2 separate regions of the Sus scrofa genome follow, and region 1 is linked to region 2. Evidence: chromatin contacts called from public Hi-C data. All regions are on one chromosome and are shown on one strand. Each heading gives the region's core, a stretch centred on a gene start, on an enhancer-like site or on the middle of the called end of the contact. The rest is flanking DNA. Distances are from core to core; before and after follow the strand shown.

Region 1 (3,988 bases), core at 654-3,153, 52 kb after region 2:
CTCCGATTCAATCCCTAGCCTGGGAACCTCCATAGGCCAAGGATGCTTGTCTACAAAGAAAAAAAAAGGGGGGGGGGAAGAAATAAGAAAGAAAAGTGGGGATTGGAATCCCAACTCTCGCCTCCCCAGCTGTTAGCTGAGCGTGTCCCCCCGCCTCTGCTTTCTGATCCTTAAAGAGGGGACTGTTGAGTGTGTCCCTTCCTGTCACAGGCGCAGCAGGTGGCCCCCCATGTTTGCTGAGGGAAATGGAGAGAAGGCGTGAAAGAATATCCTGCAGACCCCATGAGGGCTCTGGTCTCTGTCCGCCCCCAGGGAGCTTCCTGCACATCTGGGCTGTGACTTCCTGCTAATAGCAGTGGCGTCCACTCTGTCGCCACCGGCCGACTCTGATTCGAGGCCTTCACGGTCGGTGTCCTTGTCGGAGTCTCTCCTCGCCTCTCTGGAGGCGTGGTCTCAACGCCTGTTCCGGGTCCCTGAATGGGCCTAAGGCTGGGAGGCCCCAGAGCCGGGCACAGCCCCTGTGCTTTTGTTCCAGGTCGGGACCTCCGTACCCAGCAGGACACTCGGCAACTTGCGTTTTTCGGCATTGCCACCAGCACCTCCCAAAGGGCTTCCCCTGCACTCCGGAGCTTGATGGCCCCTTTCTGGGGCAGGAACCAGTGGAGGCTAGGAGACGTGACAGTGCTGGCATGTCTGTCCCCAGCACCGAGGCTCCTGAAGCTGGGCGGGGTGTCAGGACTCCCCAGGCTCTCCTGCCGCTTCTGTTTCTGCTGCTCCCCACCCCCGCCACGGATCTTCAGCTTCTCTGGCGGGGACGAGGTGGGCTCCTCTCCTCTTGGGCACTCATTGAATGGTTGGCCTGGTGGCTGGGCAAACTGCCTCCGCAGTGGTTCTCAATCCTGGCTGCATGTTGGAGCCACCCGCGGGCTTTAACGGCAGTGCCCTCCCACCCCAAGGACTGAGGCATCACAGGTCTGGGCGTCAGGAGTTTGTGAAACGCCTGGGTGATCCCCACATGCAGGCCAGGTCCACGGGCATTGGGACATCCAAGGGGGTCACCCTCGTCCCAAGCCTTGGGGTGCAGGTGACAGCAAGAGGGTGTTGATGGCCTCACTTAGCCTTGCAGCCTGGGCTTGGCCTCAATTTCAGGCCAGCTGGTCTCAGGGGCTCACGCCATGGCATCAGGACCTCGGGTCCTCCATCTGTCAGCCTGCCCTCGCCCATCCTCAGCTGGGATGTCCTCAGCAGGGTCTGGGCCACCACAGGCATCAGGAGCTCCAGGCCACCTGCTCCCAACAGGGTCCTGCTCCAGGAGTCTGAAGCTGACCCCCGGCCGGCTGGGATCGCGACGCCTCCCTGACACCATCCGCTCCGACCCACAGGGCCCAGGTCCGGCCCAGGAGAGCTGCCCAAGCTGGGGTGAGACGAGGGTGCGTGCCCAGAGAGCCACGGCACTGGCTCTCTGGAAAGGAAAGGGCGTGGGGGCGAGGCGACAGGACAACTCACCTCCCTCCAGAGGTTCCGCCCGCCCCACCGGAGTGAGCCAGTTGGGTCAGGCGTGTCAAGTGCTCAGAGCAGGGGGGACAGTACTCGAGCAGCCCCGAGGCAGTGTCCCCACTGCTGGCTTTGCCTGAGACCCAGGAAGTGGCTCAGAGCGGTGGCCCCGCCCCAGCGCCCGCCCCTGGCGCCCCTCCAGCCCGGGAGGAAGACGGTTGAAATACAAATGTGGCTGGCAGCCACCCTGCTCCGGCTGCAGAATCAGCCCGGCTGCAGAATCAGCCCGGATGCAGACTTAGGCCCTGGGAGGCAGCCACCCCCACCTTCTCCCCCTCCCCACCCCTCGCTCAGGGCTGAGGGGGCGGCCAGGGAGCCTTGGCAGCAGCCAACCCCAGAAGAGAGCAGTGTCAGGTGGTTTTCTAGAAATTGAAACTAAACTGAGCTCTCTGAAGCCTTTCCTAGGACCAGCCCAACCAAGCTCAGTCCTGGGAGGGTTTTCCAGGTTGATGGTCGGTCTGCAGAGGGATCCTGCGAAGCCATCAGTAGTTGCCCCGGGGAGGTAAGCTCGTGCCTCTTGCTCTCAGGTGGGTGTCCCTCTCCGTCCCTGTTCATGCCCAGCTGGGGATCTGGTGCTCCTCCTGAACCCAGGCACCATCACTGCTGCTCCCATGTCCAAAAGGATTTCTGTGTACAGTTTGGGCAGGCGGTTCGCTGCACAAGGACACCACCCAAAGGGGCGGGCAGGCTCAGAATTCAGGCCGGGTGCTCTCTCAGATTTGCGCGCTCCAGCCCAGGCTAAACCTGTCCAAAGGAAGAGCACAAGGGCACCAATGGGGGCCAGGGTCCCACTTCCCAAACAAGTTAGGCAAAAATGGGTGGCCATGGCCACCCGAAAGGCTGTGGTAACATTTGCATGCCGTATGCCAAGTGCCTGAATGGCTCCATTTCTCAGGGTCAGGCTAGTCCCCTGTGAGCAGTCTTGGCCCAGGGATGCTGGGAGCCCCTGTGCTGGGAGCCCCTGGGAGTCTGGTTCATGCAGGCCCAGGGCGCCACCTCAGGGTCACCAGGCCCTGGCTTGACGGGCACCCACAACAGCAAGCGGTCTCACCCCTGCTTGCTGGACCCTGGGGTGGTGTGGGGGTCCCAGGGTTCTTACTGAACCAGAGTGGTAGTGACACCCCGGCCCACCCCTGTGTGCAGCCACTGGGGGAGGAAGGCAGGTGAAGGGCAGCATGGGGGACCCGGAAAAGCAAAGCAGCGAGAGTTACATGGAGGCAGGAAGTCCAAGCAGGGCTGCCTGTGTGGCCCTGGTGGTCTCTAACCTCTCTGAGCCTCTGCTGCTTGGGGACACTGCCTTCAGAGGTGGCTGTGCCAGGACCACACTGAGCGGGCCCAGCCTGTCTGCTCATCTTGCTCCCTCCCCTCAGCCTCCCCCTCGAACCTCAGCCCTGTCCCCTTTCCTCCAGACCCCCAGGCCAGCATCTCTCACGGCTGCCCGGCCCTCCACTCCCACCCCGTTTCTGTGGCCTTCTCCTCCTGCATCCCTCTGCCTGCCCCGCCCCCTCCCTTCCACAGCTCATGGGGCCCAGAAGCCCCAGAATGTTCTTTGCTGCAGATCTCAGGGCACTCCTGTAAAGGTCCATGGCCTGAAGTTAGAGCCCCACCCTGCAGAGGGCTCCCCGGACCCTCCCAATCTGGGCCCCGCACGCCTGGCCTCCACCCCCTTGCCCCCGACGACCATGGCCAGGGCCTGGCTTTCACTACCCGAGAGCCTCCCTCTTCGTCTGGGCGAGTCCTCAAGAGACCACCCCTCAGACAAAGTGAGGGGTCCCCCAGCCTGCCCGCCACCCTCCAACAGGAGGGTCTGAGGCCACCCGGCTCCGCCGTCTCACTCAGCCACCTCCTTCTGCTGCAGGACCAGGTGCTGCCAGGCAAGGCCATGGCCCCTCTATGGCTCCTATGGATGTGGCTGCTGGTCACAGGGACCCAAGGTGAGCTGAGCCCCAGGAAACGTCGCAGTCTGTGAAGCTGCTGCCCCAGCTCTGCAGGGTTGACCCCTCCTTGCAGAAAATCAGGCAGTGTCCTCCTGGTGCCTGGGTCCCAGGGGGCAGCCAGGTCTTCCCTCCTGCTTGCAGCCCTGGGTGTCCCAGGTCATGGCTGCAAGTTTGGAGGGTCTCCAAGGGAGTCCCCATTTCATCCAGGGGAGCCAGAGGGACCAGGCAAAGGGCCCACAGACCAGTCAGATGCTGCAGGGCCACAAGCTTGGTGCCCTTTGCACACAAACTTGTGGAGTCCTGGACGTCTGGCCGGGTGACCCCGTGGAGGCCTGTCGCACCCCCGTCTGAGAATTGCCCTTTGACACCCAGCTTCTGCCTGACCCCGTGGGCTTCGGCTAGGCCTCAGTGGGGGCTGGGCCTCAGTGGGCTGAGTCCCAGGAGAACCGTATGTGTAGGGCGGGGCCCCGCTTTCCCTCCCCGCCTGGCATACTGTC
Region 2 (4,200 bases), core at 616-3,115:
TCCACTTTGGTGTTTATTGTGAATCCCGCAGCTCTGAACATCCGTCCACGAGCTTTTGTGTAGACCTGTATCTTCACTGCTCTGGGGTACATGCCTAGAAGTGGAACTGCTGGGTTACCCAGAGCTCTATGCGTTAACATTTTGTGGACGCGCCAGACAATTTCCCAAAGCGTCCGTACCATTTTGCCTTCCTGCCAGCAGTGCGTGGGGGCTCCAGTCTCTGCACATTCCTGCCTGCTCCTGTCATTTTCATTTCAGACATCCTATTGGTTGTGAAGTCGTAACTCACTGCGGTTTTTTTGGTTGGTTGGTTGGTTGGCTGGTCAATGTTTTTGGCTGTGCCGGTGGCAGGCGGAAGTTCTCAGGCCAGGGATCAAACCTGAGCCACAGCAGTGACAACGCCGGATCCTTAACCCCCTGCGCCACCAGGGAACTCCCTATCTGTGTCTTTCACTTGCATTTCCCTGGAAACCAGTGAGGTCCAGCATCTTTTCCCGTGTTTATTGGAGAAATGTTTATTGGGACCCTTTGCATGTTTTTATCTGGGTTGTCTTTTTATTACTGGGTTGTAAGAGTTTGTTATATATTCTGGACACACATCCCTTATCAGATTTACAATTTGCAAATGCTTTCTTCCGTTCTGCATTGTTTTTTTTCACTTTCTTAAACGCGTCCTTTGACGCACAGAATTTTACCTTTCGGGGATGTCCGGTGTGTCTGTTTTTCCTGGTGTTCCCTGTGGCTCTGGTGTCATCGGTGGGAAATGATCGCTGGCACAAGGTCATGACGACTCACGTCTAGGCTTTGTTTGATTTCTACGAACGTTATCCTTTTAGCTCTTCTGTTTAGGTCTTAGATCCATTTTGAGGGACTGTGTGTGATGGTGGGAGGTAGAGAAACTCCTCTTTTGAATGGGGGCATCTTGCTTTATTTACTCTGCTTTATTTACTTCTGGTTTTTCTCGTGATTCAGGCCAGAAAGTCTCATTTTTTTCCCAGCCTCATGACCGCGACCCAAATAAAACGAGTTTGCCTTCATGCCATTGTGTCCCCAGTGACCCGCACTGATGATCACTGAGCGCACGTGTACACACACACACACACACACACACACACACACACACACACACATGCCCCGAAACCCCTGGGATTGGGAGTGCCTTTCTCGCTGCTTCCGCCCTGGCCACAGGCTCCTAAAGCCCTAACATGAGCAACTCTTTCCTTTGGCTGAGTCATCGGCCGCGTCTGGGGCCCTTCGCTAAAACACGGATATTTGTATTGCCTCTGAGTTTACCGGCTCTTTTCCAGGGGTGGGCTCTTTTCGCAGCTGGAGTCAGGATGTAAGCAAAGGAGCCTATGCACAGTGGGCTGCTTGGGCAAGGGGCAGGGTCGCAGATAACGGGGTGCCACGCGTGTGCATCTTCTGAGAAGGCTAGCATCCACGTCACATTGCAGTGACAGGCCCAGAAAAGTCCTCTAGGAGGCAAGTACCGTAGCTTATTTGTCATTATGCCCCTGGTGCCTGGCACACAGGTTGGCACAAAGCAGGAGCAGGGGACATGTTCGGAGAAAGAATGACCGGAGTGGAGATGCCAGCGGGAAGGTGGAAGACTGGGGGTAGGGGGCCTGGGTGTGGAGTGAGCGTGAAGACTGAGGGCCATCGAAGGGGGCACAGGGTGGACTGCAGAGCAAGGCCGCCTCCTCTCACGCGTTGGCTTGGGGGCCGGGTGTGGGGGAGCAGGTGTTACACGTGGCACGTGACTGCCCCTGGAGCGAGGGCGGGCTGTGGGCACCTGTACAAAGCTGATTGGTTCTTACCACGTGCCTCTGGGAAATGCACTCGGCCCCTGCTCCCAGCTGCATCCTCTGCCCAGTGGCCTCTGCTCTGACGAGAGAGCAGGATTGCAGTGCCCGCCCACTCTGGCCTGGCCACAGCCCAAGGCTGAGCTCAACTGCACTGGCTCACTCTAGAACCAGGCCAAGGAAGGGCAGCAGCTGTTTGGAGCCCGCTGGCACCAGCAGAACCAAGGCAGCTTCTGCACCGCCCACTGGCACTCCTCTAAGGGCCCTGGCCACTAACCCAGTTGGCAAATGATGGAGAGAAGAAGAAACATCTGCTCTTCATGCTCAGGCATAAAAGGGGCTGTTGGTGGAGGGGTTCAGACCTGCAGGTTTGTGCCAGTGGGTTGAACTGTGTCCTTTCAAAGGACATGTTCAAGTCCTGACCCTGATGCCTGTGGAGGTGACCTTACCTGGAAATAGGGTCTTTGCAGATGTAAGGAAGCCAAGGCTCTCGAGGGGAGAGTGCCCTGGGTTTAGGGTGGGCCCCGATTCCAGGGACGGGAGAGAAGGGAGGGGATCTGAGAGACTCAGGAACGAAGGCCACATGAGGACAGGGGTGGGGGCTGGAGTGATGCGCCACAAGCCCGGGGACACCCCCTGGGTCCCCTGGCGACTGGGAGAAGCAAGACAGCCCCTCCCCTACAGGGCACCAGCAGGGTGGTCCAGCTGAGCCGTGAAACGCGTTCCTGTGAGGAATGCAGCTGCTCGGGGCCAGCCAGTGCCCGCTGGGTTCTGATGTCCCCAGGTACAAGCTGAGGGCCCCGGGGCTCCAACAGACAGGAGGCAGGGTCCCGGGGGGAGAGGACAGAAAGGACGAGGATTTGGTTCAAAGACCAGACTGATGAGGCCACTGTGCTGAAACACACAAGTCCAAGTTTAATGTTTTCTGAAAAAGCGTGGGGGCAGCACAAAGCAGCGGTGGGCGCCCTGCTCACCAGCTCACCCTCGGAAACACAGTTTGTAAAGTCTGACCAGCAGAAGTCCTTCAGAGTAAGGGATGTGCAGACTCCAGACCCCGTGACCAGGCCCAGAGCAGGCGGAGGGCTCGGTCAAGACCAGGGCTCACAGGTCTGACCAGCGGGAAGGGAGCCTTCTGCAGGGCTGAGGGCCCTGGGCGTCAGCAGAGAGAGGTGGGGAAGGGCCGCCAGGCCAGAGCACCGGTCCAGGCAGCGCCCCGCTCCGGGTGCCCCATGGCCCCCTCAGAGTGGGGCTTCTGACCTCAGTGGTTACAACACGCCCTCTCTCCTCTCGCGGAGGCTGAGCCACACTGGAGCTCCAGGGACAGGCGGGGGGGGCCCTTCCAGCCCTCCCCTGCTCTGGAAAGGCCCCTCCTGCATCGTCTGAGGCTGCCTGTCAGAGAGGCCCCCGGCGTAGGGGTACTGGGGGCCTTCCCTCTGGGAAGTGTAACTCTGAGATGGTGTGCCAGGTTTTCTAGAAAACGTTCTACAACCATGACACTGCTACAAATCAGAGGCACTGGTGCCTTCCACGGCTGATCCGCCTGCGAGGAGGGACAGAAAGCCAGGGCCAGGGTGACAGGTGGGGAGCCCCTGCCCAGGACACGAAGGGAATGAAGCAGCACCATGGGGGGCAGGAGCAGGGCCATCGGGGTGGGCAGGACCAGGGCCAAGGGGGGGCAGGACCAGGGCCTTGCCAGGAGGCACGCCTCTGCTTGGCTGGACTGAGCTTTGCTCCTCACAGAACTGCCTTAGGTCTGGGGCCCCTGGGGTCCCCAGCTGCTGCCAGGAGCCTCAAGGTTCCATCAAGCAGGGTGCTTCTCCCAACCCAGAGACCACAGCCGAGGGCTTGGCTGTCCCTCTGGGGAGTGACACTTGCTGCCCAGCCCAAACCCCCTCACTGTCGTGGCTCAAAAGACTGGCTGAGCCCTCGTTCAAGGCCATGGGGATGTCCCCAGGACATGGATGTCAGCCAGCCGTCCCCCCAGAAGGTTCATCCATGGCCTGAAATATTAAGCCAGATGTGATTTCCTGGTCCCCTCCCCCACGCCACCCCGGCCCCCTTCCCCTGTCACCTTCGGCATCCACTTTAGAGCTTCTCTTCCAAGGAGTCTCCTGCAGCCTCGAGCGGCTGCAGCCCTCCTGGAGCCAGTGGGGCTGGCGGAAAGGCAAACATAACAATATGCCTCACTTCTTTTCCGTGGCTTACTTCGCTCCCTTCACAACCTCTGGAATATTCCACAACAGGAGCAAGGGTGGTTTCTTCTGGGACACCCTGGCGCATGCGGGGTGAAGGGTCACTCAAGGACACGCACACAGAGAGGGGCTCCCGCGAGCCCCACCGACTGAGTTCTTCTGCAGTCACGGGAGGCCGGTGACCACAGGGTCGATGTGGCCTCCCA

Evidence for each region. Hi-C and Micro-C count contacts between places; a contact is called where the count stands out from the background.
Region 1: a contact with region 2 is called in a Hi-C map of skeletal muscle, with 2.5 times the contacts expected there. The contact joins the promoter of LGALS3BP here to the enhancer-like site in region 2. A contact is called at or near these places in 1 of 5 promoter capture datasets (liver), 15 of 47 Hi-C or Micro-C datasets (alveolar macrophages, embryonic fibroblasts, epiblast stem cells and 8 more) and 2 of 2 datasets of contacts at active chromatin or transcription factors (alveolar macrophages and skeletal muscle).

Annotation. Positions count from the first base shown.
Region 1 is chr12:3,210,532-3,214,519 of Sscrofa11.1, forward strand. It overlaps LGALS3BP (galectin-3-binding protein), which reads left to right and starts at 1,904. Exons shown (of 7, transcript XM_021066516.1): 1 at 1,904-2,056; 2 at 3,413-3,488. The coding sequence starts at 3,437.
Region 2 is chr12:3,158,661-3,162,860 of Sscrofa11.1, forward strand. It overlaps C1QTNF1 (complement C1q tumor necrosis factor-related protein 1), which reads right to left. Exons shown (of 4, transcript XM_021066514.1): 4 at 2,695-4,200. Among named protein-coding and RNA genes, the nearest start is that of ENGASE, 11 kb to the left of the region's middle. Within about 2 kb of position 1,866, at least 32 of the 83 cell types and tissues checked have an H3K27ac peak or open chromatin away from gene starts, as enhancers often do. A contact at or near this core is called in alveolar macrophages, retroperitoneal adipose tissue, skeletal muscle and 1 more, where this site is marked.